Regions from separate parts of the Zea mays genome. Here region 1 is linked to region 2. A link is a contact called in public Hi-C data. All regions are on one chromosome and are shown on one strand. Each heading gives the region's core, a stretch centred on a gene start, on an enhancer-like site or on the middle of the called end of the contact. The rest is flanking DNA. Distances are from core to core; before and after follow the strand shown.

Region 1 (5,601 bases), core at 2,938-5,437, 240 kb before region 2:
GGCGGTAGTCCGCGAGCCACAGCTCCGGTCTCGTTTCCCCCGAGTACTTTACGATAGTAGTCGGGGGTCGGAACCGGGTCGGGAATGGCGCCCGTCGGATGGCCCGACTGAAAGCCTGCGGACCGGGTGGTTCGGGCGAAGGACTCCGATCCTCCCCGCTGTCGTAACGTCCCCCACGCCTGGGGTGATAGCCTCGGCGCACCCTTTCGTCGAGGTGAGCCCGACGGTCGCGTCGATGGTGCTCGTTGCCGAGGTGGCCCGGGGCCGCAGGCGCGGTGTTGCGCGTGCGCCCGGTGTAGACCGAGGCTTCCCGCATGGATCGGGAAGTCGCGGCATGAGGTTCCGAGGGATATCCTTGCCTTCGGGATGCAGTGCTCTCGGCCCGCCGGGCCGCGGCGCCTTCCAGGAGATTCTTGAGTTCTCCCTGGATCCGCCGACCCTCGGTGGTTGACGGCTCCGGCATCGCGCGGATGAGCATTGCTGCGGTTGCCAGGTTCTGACCGACCCCGCCGGATGCGGGCGGCGGCCTGATCCTGACGTCGTTGGCGACGCGGTGCTGGAGACCTTGGGGCAGATGACGTATTTCTCCGGCCAGGGGTTGGCCCACCCATGCCTGTCCGACGTCCCGACGGATCGGCTCAAGCGCTCCCGTTCCCTCGTTGAGCCTGGCCTGCGCCTCGCGGACTTGCTCGAGTTGTGGGTCGTAACCCCCCGCCGGAGCGGGGACCACAGCTAGCTCCCGTGGGATGTCGGCGCGAGGCACCGGCCTAGGGAGATCACCATCCTCCGGCATGCCAAGATGGTTGCCTTCGGTGGGATTCCCTAGCTCGATGTGGAAACATTCGTGGCTTGGGCCGCAGCTCTCGTCGCCAAGGCTGCGGCTTGCATCGGAACAGTCGGACAGACAGTAGTCACATGCGGCCATGAAGTCCCGCACGGCACTGGGGTTGCCAAGTCCGGAGAAATCCCAACCGATGCTGGGATCGTCATCTTCCTCGGACCCAGAGGGCCCGTAGGTCGAGACGTCCGTCAGTCGGTCCCAAGGCGATCGCATACAGAACCTCAGTGGGGTTGCACTCGCCTCAATGAGAGCGCCCGCCAAATCGAGGTCGTTTGGCGGGTGGAGGCCGAGTCGAAATGACGCAAGATGGGAGTTAGTCGTTACCTTTTGGTCGACGAGGAGCGACGTAGTCACATCGGGGACTGGTTGCGCCGTCATCTCTGGTTCGAGGGCGACGTCCTGCAGGCTTTCCGCGAGCGCGCCGGCGTCGTCTTCTTGCTCGGGGTCGTCGTGCCGCGGGGGGACGACGCTTGCCTCCGTCTTGAACGCGAGGTCGATGTCCGGCGTGCCTTCCGTCGGGGCGTCGGGGGCGTCGATTCGCTCGACGGCCGGCGAAGCGCGGCCTCCCGTCTGGCCTTGATGGCCCCGCCTCCTCCTCCGTTGGCGGGGGAGAGAACGGAGCGAGCCCGAATGTTGCTTTTCCACCACGCGGGGTAGACGTCGTCGATTCCGCCGCCGGCGGGCGGGTTGTCGGCCGCCATTGTCGTGGTCGCACGGCGGTGGAAGAAGTATCATGTCGTTGCTGCCGTCGAAGGACATGAACTCGAGAGCCCCGAAACGAAGCACCGTCCCGGGCCGGAGAGGTTGCTGGAGACTGCCCATCTGGAGCTTGACGGGGAGCTATTCGTCAGCACGCAGCAGGCCCCTACCTGGCGCGCCAACTGTCGGCGTTTCGAGACAGGGGGGTCCCTAAGCCGACGAGTGAGTGTGCTGCGTGCCCCAGCCCAGATGGGTCGAGCGCGTGGGCGAGCGCGGAGGGGGGAGAGGCGAGGCGGCCGGAGCCGAGCGTGAGAGAGGTGGAAGTCCCGCGGCCTTCGTGTTCGTCCCGCGCCCAGGTCAGGTGCGCTTGCAGTAGGGGGGTTACAAGCGTCCACGCGGGTGAGGGAAGCGAGCGGCCCCAAGAGAGCGCCTGTCCCGTCCTCGGTCCCGCGCGGCCAACCTTCTCTGAGAAGGCCCTGGTCCTTCCTTTTATAGTCGTAAGGAGAGGACCCAGGTGTACAATGGGGATGTAGCAGAGTGCTACGTGTCTAGCGGAGGGAGAGCTAGTGCCCTAGGTACATGCCGATGTGGCAGCCGGAGAGATCTGGGCATCCTGCTGGCGTGATGTCGTGGCTATCGGTGGTGCGGCGGAGCCTGATGGAGGGACAGCTGTTGGAGCGGTCGAGTCCCTGCTGACGTTGTCCTGCTGCCGTAAGAGAGCTGGGGGCCGCCGTCGTCATAGAGCTCGTGGAGCGCCATCATTGCCCCTCTGGCGGAGCTGGCCGGACGAGACGCCGGTCTTGTTCTCCGTGACCCGAGTCGATTCGGGGTAGGGTGATGATGACGTTTCCTGTTGACGTGGCGGTCTGTGCTCTAGGCAGGGCGACGTGGGGTTTCCTCTGAAGCCGAGGTTGAGTCTTGCCTTCAGTTGCCGTGGCCGAGCCCGAGCCAGGGGGTCGGGCGAGGCGGAAGTCGTCCGGTCGAGGCCAGGGCGGAGTCCGAGCCCTGGGGTCGGGCGAGGCGGAGTTTCGTCGTCTTCCGGGTCTTAGCCTGAGTCCGAGCCCTGGGGTCGGGCGGAGCGGAGTTCGCCGTCTTCCGGGTCTTAGCCCGAGTCCGAGCCCTGGGGTCGGGCGGAGCGGAGTTCGCCGTCTTCCGGGTCTTAGCCCGAGTCCGAGCCCTGGGGTCGGGCGGAGCGGAGTTCGCCGTCTTCCGGGTCTTAGCCCGAGTCCGAGCCCTGGGGTCGGGCGGAGCGGAGTTCGCCGTCTTCCGGGTCTTAGCCCGAGTCCGAGCCCTGGGGTCGGGCGGAGCGGAGTTCGCCGTCTTCCGGGTCCTAGCCCGAGTCCGAGCCCTGGGGTCGGGCGGAGCGGAGTTCGCCGTCTTCCGGGTCTTAGCCCGAGTCCGAGCCCTGGGGTCGGGCGGAGCGGAGTTCGCCGTCTTCCGGGTCTTAGCCCGAGTCCGAGCCCTGGGGTCGGGCGGAGCGGAGTTCGCCGTCTTCCGGGTCCTAGCCCGAGTCCGAGCCCTGGGGTCGGGCGGAGCAGAGTTCGCCGTCTTCCGGGTCCTAGCCCGAGTCCGAGCCCTGGGGTCGGGCGGAGCGGAGTTCGCCGTGGCGCCTTTGGCAAGGCCTAATTGCCTGTCAGACTCACTCTGTCGAGTGGCACTGCAGTCGGAGTGGCGCAGGCGGCGCTGTCCTTCTGTCAGACTGGCCAGTGGAGCGGTGGAGTGACGGCGGTCACCTCGGCTCTGCCGGGGGCGCGTGTCAGGATAGAGGTGTCAGGCCACCTTTGCGTTAAATGCCCCTGCAATTTGGTCAGTCGGTGTGGTGATTTAGTCAAGGTTGCTTCTGAGCGAAGCCAAGGCCTTGGGCAAGCCGGTGATGTGTCCGCCATAAAAAGGGGGCCTCGGGCGAGACGGAAGTCTCTCGAGGTCGGCTGCCTTCGGCCGAGGCTAGGCTCGGGTGAAGCGTGATCGAGTCACTCGTGTGGACTGATCCCTGACTTAATCGTGCCCATCAGGCCTTTGCAGCTTTATGCTGATGGGGGTTACCAGCTGAGAATTAGGCGTCTTGAGGGTACCCCTAATTATGGTCCCCGACAGATTTGTTTCAGAAATTTCTTCTAACTTATTTGAATCACATATACATCCTCTTGATCGCTGAAAACTCCTTTGCAGGGAAGCACTGGAGGGCAGATGCAATGGGCGCAAAACACCAAGAAAGCAGGAAATGCATACACAAAAATAGATGTCATTTCTTCTTGTCTACTCCATGGCAGAATATATGCATTGTTTTGTTTCATGTGCACTTATCGAATAACTTGTGTGCCATCGCATACTCACAAGTCTTGTTTGTTGCAATGTAGTGATAAAATAGCTAGACTAAAATAACAAATTTATGTATGGCTAGGATCACAAATTAATTACAAAATATTTTCTCATAACAGTATAACACACATTTATACATGAGTTGTTACGGTATTATATGTTTCCGTTGCAACGTAGGGTCACTCACCTAGTATTGATATATGAATATACAAATAAGCCGTAGTGGAAAGTGTGATGTTGGGCCAAGCCTGAAAGCAAAGAGTGGGCCGGGTGGCCAGGACCAACGACTTTTCCATAGTCGTGCTCGTCTTCGTCCACCTCCCGACCCGACTGAGTAGCAAGCAATTCTCCAAATTAGGGTTTCTTTCCGCTTGCTTTCCAGTTTGCGGCATCAGTCGGTGGCGCCTGCGATGGAGTCTCTGTTCGGCCAATCGCAGCGGAGGAGGAGGGCGGGCGGCAGCGGCTTCGAATCGCTCAAGCGTCTGGGTCACATCTCACCCGCTGTGCAGTCCCACCTCAAACATGCAAGCCCCTCGTCTCCTTCTCCAATCCCGGCTCTCTTCTCACGCTTGGCTTTAGCTGATCCCGTTCCCGACTGCAGGTGTACCTCACCCTATGCTCCGCGCTGGCCTTCTCTGCACTCGGCGCGTACCTCCACATCCTCCTCAACGTCGGAGGCGCCCTCACGACCGTGGGATGCGTGGCCTCCATCGCCTTCCTCATCTCCCTGCCCGCTTCACGGGACCAGGAGAGGAACCGCTTGGCGCTGCTCATGTCTGCCGCGCTCCTTCAAGGCGCGTCCGTTGGTCCGCTCGTCGACCTTGTTATTGACTTGGATTCGAGGTCAATCGTCGTCACTCATCCATTACATTACACAAGAATGATGAGCTGTGGTCTGCTTTGTTGATGAAACTGCATCTCATGTACCAGGATTCTCGTCACTGCGTTCGTCGGGACCGCAGTTGCTTTTGCATGCTTCTCTGGCGCTGCCATCATCGCCAAGCGCAGGGAATACCTGTACCTCGGCGGTCTGCTTTCATCTGGCCTCTCCATTCTTCTCTGGCTGCAGTTTGCTACTTCAATCTTTGGCCACACCAGCGCGACCTTCATGTTTGAGGTGATGGGAACAAATCTGAAGCTGTAATAAGAAAGCATGCAACCAAGCTGACCGACTACTAGCTGCAGCTCTACTTTGGCCTCCTGGTTTTCCTGGGATATATGGTGTTTGACACCCAGGAGATCATCGAGAGGGCGCACCGTGGGGACATGGACTACATCAAGCACGCGCTGACTCTCTTCACCGACTTTGTTGCGGTTCTTGTTCGAATCCTTGTCATCATGGTGAGTGAGTGAGTGAGTGGGCATGCTGTCTCAGGAAATGATTGGTATGGTTGATTCCTTGGTTGATTTTGCAGATGAAGAATGCACAGGAGAAATCCCAAGACGAGAAGAAGAGGAAGAAGCGGTAGCTGCTGAATGAATTGGATGACATATGTTGTTGTGGTCACTACTTCATAGTACCGTGTACTCCTATCCTATTGTACTAATAATAATAATAGTAAGACGAAAGATGACTGCTGGGAATGAATATTTGGTTCTGCTATTTTTGTGTTGATTTTCTACTGATGATGGATGAGCTTGCTGGTGTTGATTTGCGGGCCTCCTGAGCTGCGAACAAGCAAGCATGACATGATGTAGCAGCAGCAGAGATTTCCATGGGGTATGAACATGACAATATGACA
Region 2 (5,502 bases), core at 1,650-4,149:
TCTGCGTGTTCCACCAGGACGACTTGGTTCCAACTTGATTCGTTTTCCAGCTATCTCACTTTTATTCAGTGACCGAAGAGCAGCCTCTGCTGCTCTTACATCATAGAACTCAATAAACTTATGGTGTTTCTTGTTTGGTGTCTCTCTTATCTGCAGATGAAAAGTAGAAGACAAAGCACCGTCAGCATGAATAGGGAAGGAGCATCAAAAGCAGAATGAAGGGAGACAATACTTTGCATGCTAACCTCCTTTACTTCACCATATGCCCCAAAAATCTGGCGAACCTCTTCATTAGAAACCGACGGATCCAAGTTAAAAATAACAAGAGTTCCCTGGTTCAAATCTTTGTCAGATGGATTCTCCTGCAAAATCAAACACAACGATCATTCCAAGAAGTAATTTTGTTGGTGTGTCTGATAAATAAAACCGAAACAACAAACAACCTTTGGGATGGAAAAATGAATGTCCAGCTTTCTCCTCCTCAGAGGTTTGTTCTGCAATGCGCGCATTGCATTCCGTGCAGCTCTGATATCAAAATAAGATATCATTACAAAGCCCCTGTGCTTTGTTGCAGTGTAAAGGGTCCGGATGTCCCCATATTGCTGAAATAACAATAGACCACAACGAGATTCAACTTTTCAGTAACAGAGAAATACATGAAGGGGTCAAAATCATAATCATAAATGTTATGAAGATATTTACAATCACTGCAGTTGATACCTCAAACAAAGATCGCAGTTCAGAGTCCTCGACATTGCTATTGATGTTCCTTACAAACAAGGTCCTCGAAGGGTGCTCTCCAAACGGGTGCTCCCCAGCCACAGTTCCTACAGTGCTTGGGACACCAAAAGGGTTGATGCTATTGCATCTAGCCCCGTCGACAATACTTGAATTTGCAAAACCAACTGTGATGCTCTCCACAGGGTCAATGTCCAGCTCCATGCCCCCTCCATTGCCAAACACATCAAACTCCTCCAATTCCTCCGTGGTATTTGTCTGCGCAACGGGCTCAGTCTCATCAGTGATCCCCGCGAAAAACTCATCTTCATCTGGCAACAAGTCATCTATCTGCCGAAGATCAAAATCAAATTTGTAGTCCTTCTCATCAGGATCATTAGCCAGGACTTTCATTTTGGTCAAAGTGTCATCCATTGGTGGGGTACCATGAGAAGAATCAGCAAAGATCACTGAAAGAAATGGCTGGAGATGTCATCAGAAATATAAAAAAACATTGTCAACATGTACTAATATTCAAAATGGTAGATTTGTGAGACTTCTGATGCATCGAATTTGCAATAAATCGAAAGGAAAAAGAAACGGGGGCGTGACTACAGAACAATTTATTATATAGGAATTAATCGCCCTAAGATCATCTGCTCCCTCTCGCACATTTAATTTACCACTCCCTGGCACCCATCGGTCAATTTCCAATAGCCAGAAAATCATGTTTACCCATGTGCAAAGATACTCAATAGGCATCCACTGGTCAATTTCCCATAGGCAGAAAATCATGTTGACCCATGAGCAAATATACTCAATAGGCATCCACTGGTCAATTTCTCATAGGCAGAAAATCGTGTTCATCCATGAGCAAAGATACTCGATAGGGCAGTAAAGTTGTCGCGCTCTCCGCACATGAGCATTTGGCTAGAAACTTGGTATGGCTCAAGTGCATTATTAATTTATGACGATGAAAAGCAGAACACATACACTTTTCATGAGGAAGAACCGGCAGCGAGGTTGAGAAGAGGCTTGTATCGCCACCAAAACCAGCGCGAGCATTGAGCAGCGGTGGCAGAGGGGCCCTCCAAGGGTTGTTATTTGCGGCCATCTGTGGTGGCTTTGAGGCGGCAGGCACGGCAAGACCTGGTACAATGTTACAAAGTTAGAGCAACCGCATTGAGAAATACAGCGTGATTGTCGTGGAACATGAACCTGGTGGATTGGAAGAATCTGACGATCGATCCATTACAGCATTGGCATTGCGCAGAAGATACCTGCACAGAAAGGGTTGAGCATATGTCGTCGTCTGTCATTTACTCATTTGGGTTGGGTCGTGCGCACAAGAATCTGATAGAAGGGTATTGAGACGAAGTTTGAACTAAGGTGAATGGGGGGCGAAAGGGGTTTTATTATTATTATTTTGTTTGGGTTTGGCACGGGAGGGATAGTCAAACATGCAAGAAAGGATTTGGATAGACGCAACAAGGAGTTTGACCCAGAAATAGCGATGAGGAATACGGAAGCAATCGAATCCAATCGCACAAGATGGGTCCGGTGCGATGAATCTAGACATAAACACAAAGGCACATGCAGGTGCGCGGCGGAAGTGAAGGGATAGATCGGGTAGTGGCAAGGATTAGGAGCAAAAGAACCGAGGAGGACGAACAGTGTGGTACAGGTAGGTGTAGTAGTGACTGAAGCTGATAAGAGGAAGGATTTGCGTTGTCCCTTGGCGGGGTTGCGGTTGCGGCTGAGGGAGAGAGGACTGACAATCGGCAGAGCAATCTCATCATGTGTGCATGCATCATCACCAGAAAGGGGGGAAAAAGAGAAGAAAGAGAAACGGAGGGAAGATAACAACTCACCAGAGCAGAGCAGGTGGAGGCGGAACCCTAACAGCAGAAGTGGAAGAAATCGGAAGGTTTCGCCCTTGTTGGCGGCGGCGACGGCGGCGGAGAGAGAGGAGAGGTGCGGCGGACGAAATCAATCGCTGTTGCCGCCGATTGTGTCTCTCCTTCCTTGCATTCCTTTCCTTTCCTTTCCTTTCGTTTCCCTAGTCGTAGTTGGGTTTTATAAAGGGGAGAGACACCCCAACACAACACACAAGGAGAAAGAAGGAAGAAAGCGGAGGAGGATGCTGCTCTCCCTCCCTCCACGGCAGCCGCTACACGTACAAAAACTGTTTTTTCTCGTTTAATATACGTATTAATTATATATACTATATACGGCAGGCAGAATAATAAGTAATAATATACTCTGATGATGAGTAGAACAAATAAAATAAGAAAGAAAAAGGAGAGAAAGAAATCCATTGGTGGATTGCGACATGACAGGTGCGATGATTGGTGTGAGCCTGGCCCTGTACTGGACCGCCCGCGCTCCTCTCATCCTCACGTCACGTGCGCCTTCCACTCCTCCGCTGCTCCATGAGCATGCAAGTGGCGGGCCCAGACAAACCCAAGTAGGTCCCACCTGTCAGTGACGCCGACGTCACAACATTCTAATCTCCCCAACTCTAGGAATGCTACCCTACTCTCCCCTATCCATATGCATTTCTCATAAATAAATTAATTTATATGTCGCCAAACTATCTAAGTGATGCATTTCACCAAGAGTAAAAAAAACTCTCTCTTGACCTACCTAAGGGTAATGAGGAGAAATTTGGAATTTTGCCATTATGAAAACTGGACTTCGCTGGATTGCCATTAAATTTGTGGGTTTCGTTCAAGTGCCATTATCAACCAAGGCACATACGCTGAAATGCCTTATGGCTATTTAATAAAAAGAAAAACCAATTTAATTGGGTCAGAGAGGGCGCACGGACTCATTTGCCCTTCTCTTCTCCGTTTCTCTGCTTCGCCGCTCCGCTCAGCCATCTGGTACTTGCCCGGCTCGTGCGACACGATCCGCGACTTCGTGGACGTGGCCTTCTGCGCGTTGCAACTGGGGTCCGTGCCGGGCGCCGCCTCCGCGGACCGGCATGGCCGGCATGGCCACCTTCTGATGGCGGCGGACCTGGCGGCCGCGAGCAGGGCCTCGGCGCATGACGTCGCGGCGGGGATGGCGCGGCGCAAGGGCGAGGGCGGGGACCCGGCCGCGCGGGACCCGCTGGAGGCGTGCAGCATCCTGTACGGCGCGACGTCCGTGCTCGCGCTGCGCCTCATGCGCGGCTATGTGGCGGCGCGCGCTGCTGCCATTCACGGGTCAGGCTGGGATCGGGTGCGATGCCACGCTCACGGGCTCCGCGCCGGCCAAGTACCGGATTGCCGCCGCCAACCGCGAGTTCGACCAGCTCTCCACCATGGCCACCACGCTCCTCAATAAGCTCGCCTAGATCCGGCGCCGCGCTATGGCACTCCTGCGCCCCTCCACGCCGGTCAAGTACCGGATGGCTGAGCGGAGCGACGAAACGAAGAAGAGAAGGGCAAATGAGTCCGTGCGCCCTCTCTAACCCAATTAAATTGGTTTTTCTTTTTGTTAAATAGCCAAAAGGCATTTCAGCGTATGTGTCTTAGTTGATAATGGCACTTGAACGAAACCCACAAATTTAATGGCAATCCAGCGAAGTCCAGTTTTCATAATGGCAAAATTCCAAATTTCTCGGGTAATGAGAATGATTGATACACATAAGCTACTCTCGATATATTAATGAGGCTACTAATTATATCGACTAACAAATTTTAAATTTCTCATTAGACAAAGGCTCTTCCTAATTCAGCATTTAGAATGGAAAAAGAGAGCAAGAAAGGATGAGTTGTAATGAAATCATCTAGGTCCTTTATAGTCGTCATTGTGTCAAATATTGTGACTAACAAGTTGAGTGTGATGCGTATGAAACCATCTAGGTCCTCTACAGTTCTGGTGATTAATAACAACACACGATTATTGTGACTAACAAAAATACATATTAACATGTGTGTGTGTTTTTGTCGCAATCACGTACTCACTGATACGTGACAGCACTGGCTACGGGTTGCTGGAACCGTGACAACTCTGGTAACTCGTATCCTAACTTGCTTGCTTTATTTATTTAATAGCATATCGGTTGAGTCAAGTTTAAGTTTCTCTGGTAGGATTAATATTACAGGAGAGGGTTGGGCAATCAGCAAAGCCAACAGCCGCCTGTCCCTGCCAGCTAAAAGCTTCAGAAACCGACAGCAAGCAGGACACGACGTACAGCATATCCACCCCAGTTTCAGTTCGCTGCCTGTCCGTTCCAAGACTGCTGCTGTAAGCAGCTACTCGTTCTCATCATCAACAGCAGCAGCAGGAGGTGAAAAGTGTGACTTCAATCCGATCCAGCACTGGTAGTAGTCGAGGTCCCGACACGGGGAATCCAGAGCCCATGGGCACACGCGAGGGATAAGCCAAGACTCAAACATGAACGCCAACGTACCACTGAGCCTGGATGGCTCGTTGGCAGCAGCACGGCTGATCGTTGCCTCGTACGTCTTGGTGTCTGGCCCATGCGGTGTCATGCAGCTGTGAAGGCTGGCGCCACCAGGAAGAAAACCATCGGCCTTAGCCTGCAGATGTGCATCGTCTTTACATCTCTTCACATGACTGCTGCCACTGCCAGAGAGATAGATAGATAAGATAGATAGATAGATAGATAGATAGATAGATACCTCGTACATCCCATAGATGAGGCCCATGAATTCGCTCATGCAGTTGCGGTGGTAGTAGGGTGGGCGGAATGTATTCTCAGCAACCAGCCATCTGGGTGGGAATATTACAAAATCAAGCAACGCGACGCCAGGCTTATCAGTTGGCGCAGTT

The links. A called contact is a pair of places that touch in the nucleus more often than the background predicts.
Region 1: a contact with region 2 is called in a Hi-C map of ear, with 3 times the contacts expected there. The contact joins the promoter of LOC100283057 here to the promoter of LOC103638194 in region 2. A contact is called at or near these places in 3 of 25 Hi-C or Micro-C datasets (ear, leaf mesophyll and tassel) and 2 of 3 datasets of contacts at active chromatin or transcription factors (leaf and seedling).

The regions. Positions count from the first base shown.
Region 1 is chr9:30,852,182-30,857,782 of Zm-B73-REFERENCE-NAM-5.0, reverse strand. LOC100283057 reads left to right here and starts at 4,187. Exons shown (of 5, transcript NM_001371897.1): 1 at 4,187-4,383; 2 at 4,461-4,702; 3 at 4,790-4,976; 4 at 5,045-5,200; 5 at 5,275-5,462. The coding sequence starts at 4,270. The coding sequence ends at 5,328.
Region 2 is chr9:30,610,867-30,616,368 of Zm-B73-REFERENCE-NAM-5.0, reverse strand. LOC103638194 (protein MEI2-like 2) reads right to left here and starts at 2,899. Exons shown (of 13, transcript XM_008661186.3): 1 at 2,589-2,899; 2 at 1,936-1,997; 3 at 1,711-1,866; 4 at 721-1,187; 5 at 444-602; 6 at 246-362; 7 at 1-150. The coding sequence starts at 1,969. LOC100192757 reads right to left here. Exons shown (of 8, transcript NM_001137955.3): 7 at 5,352-5,502; 8 at 4,731-5,249. The coding sequence ends at 4,962. It also overlaps the pseudogene LOC103639860.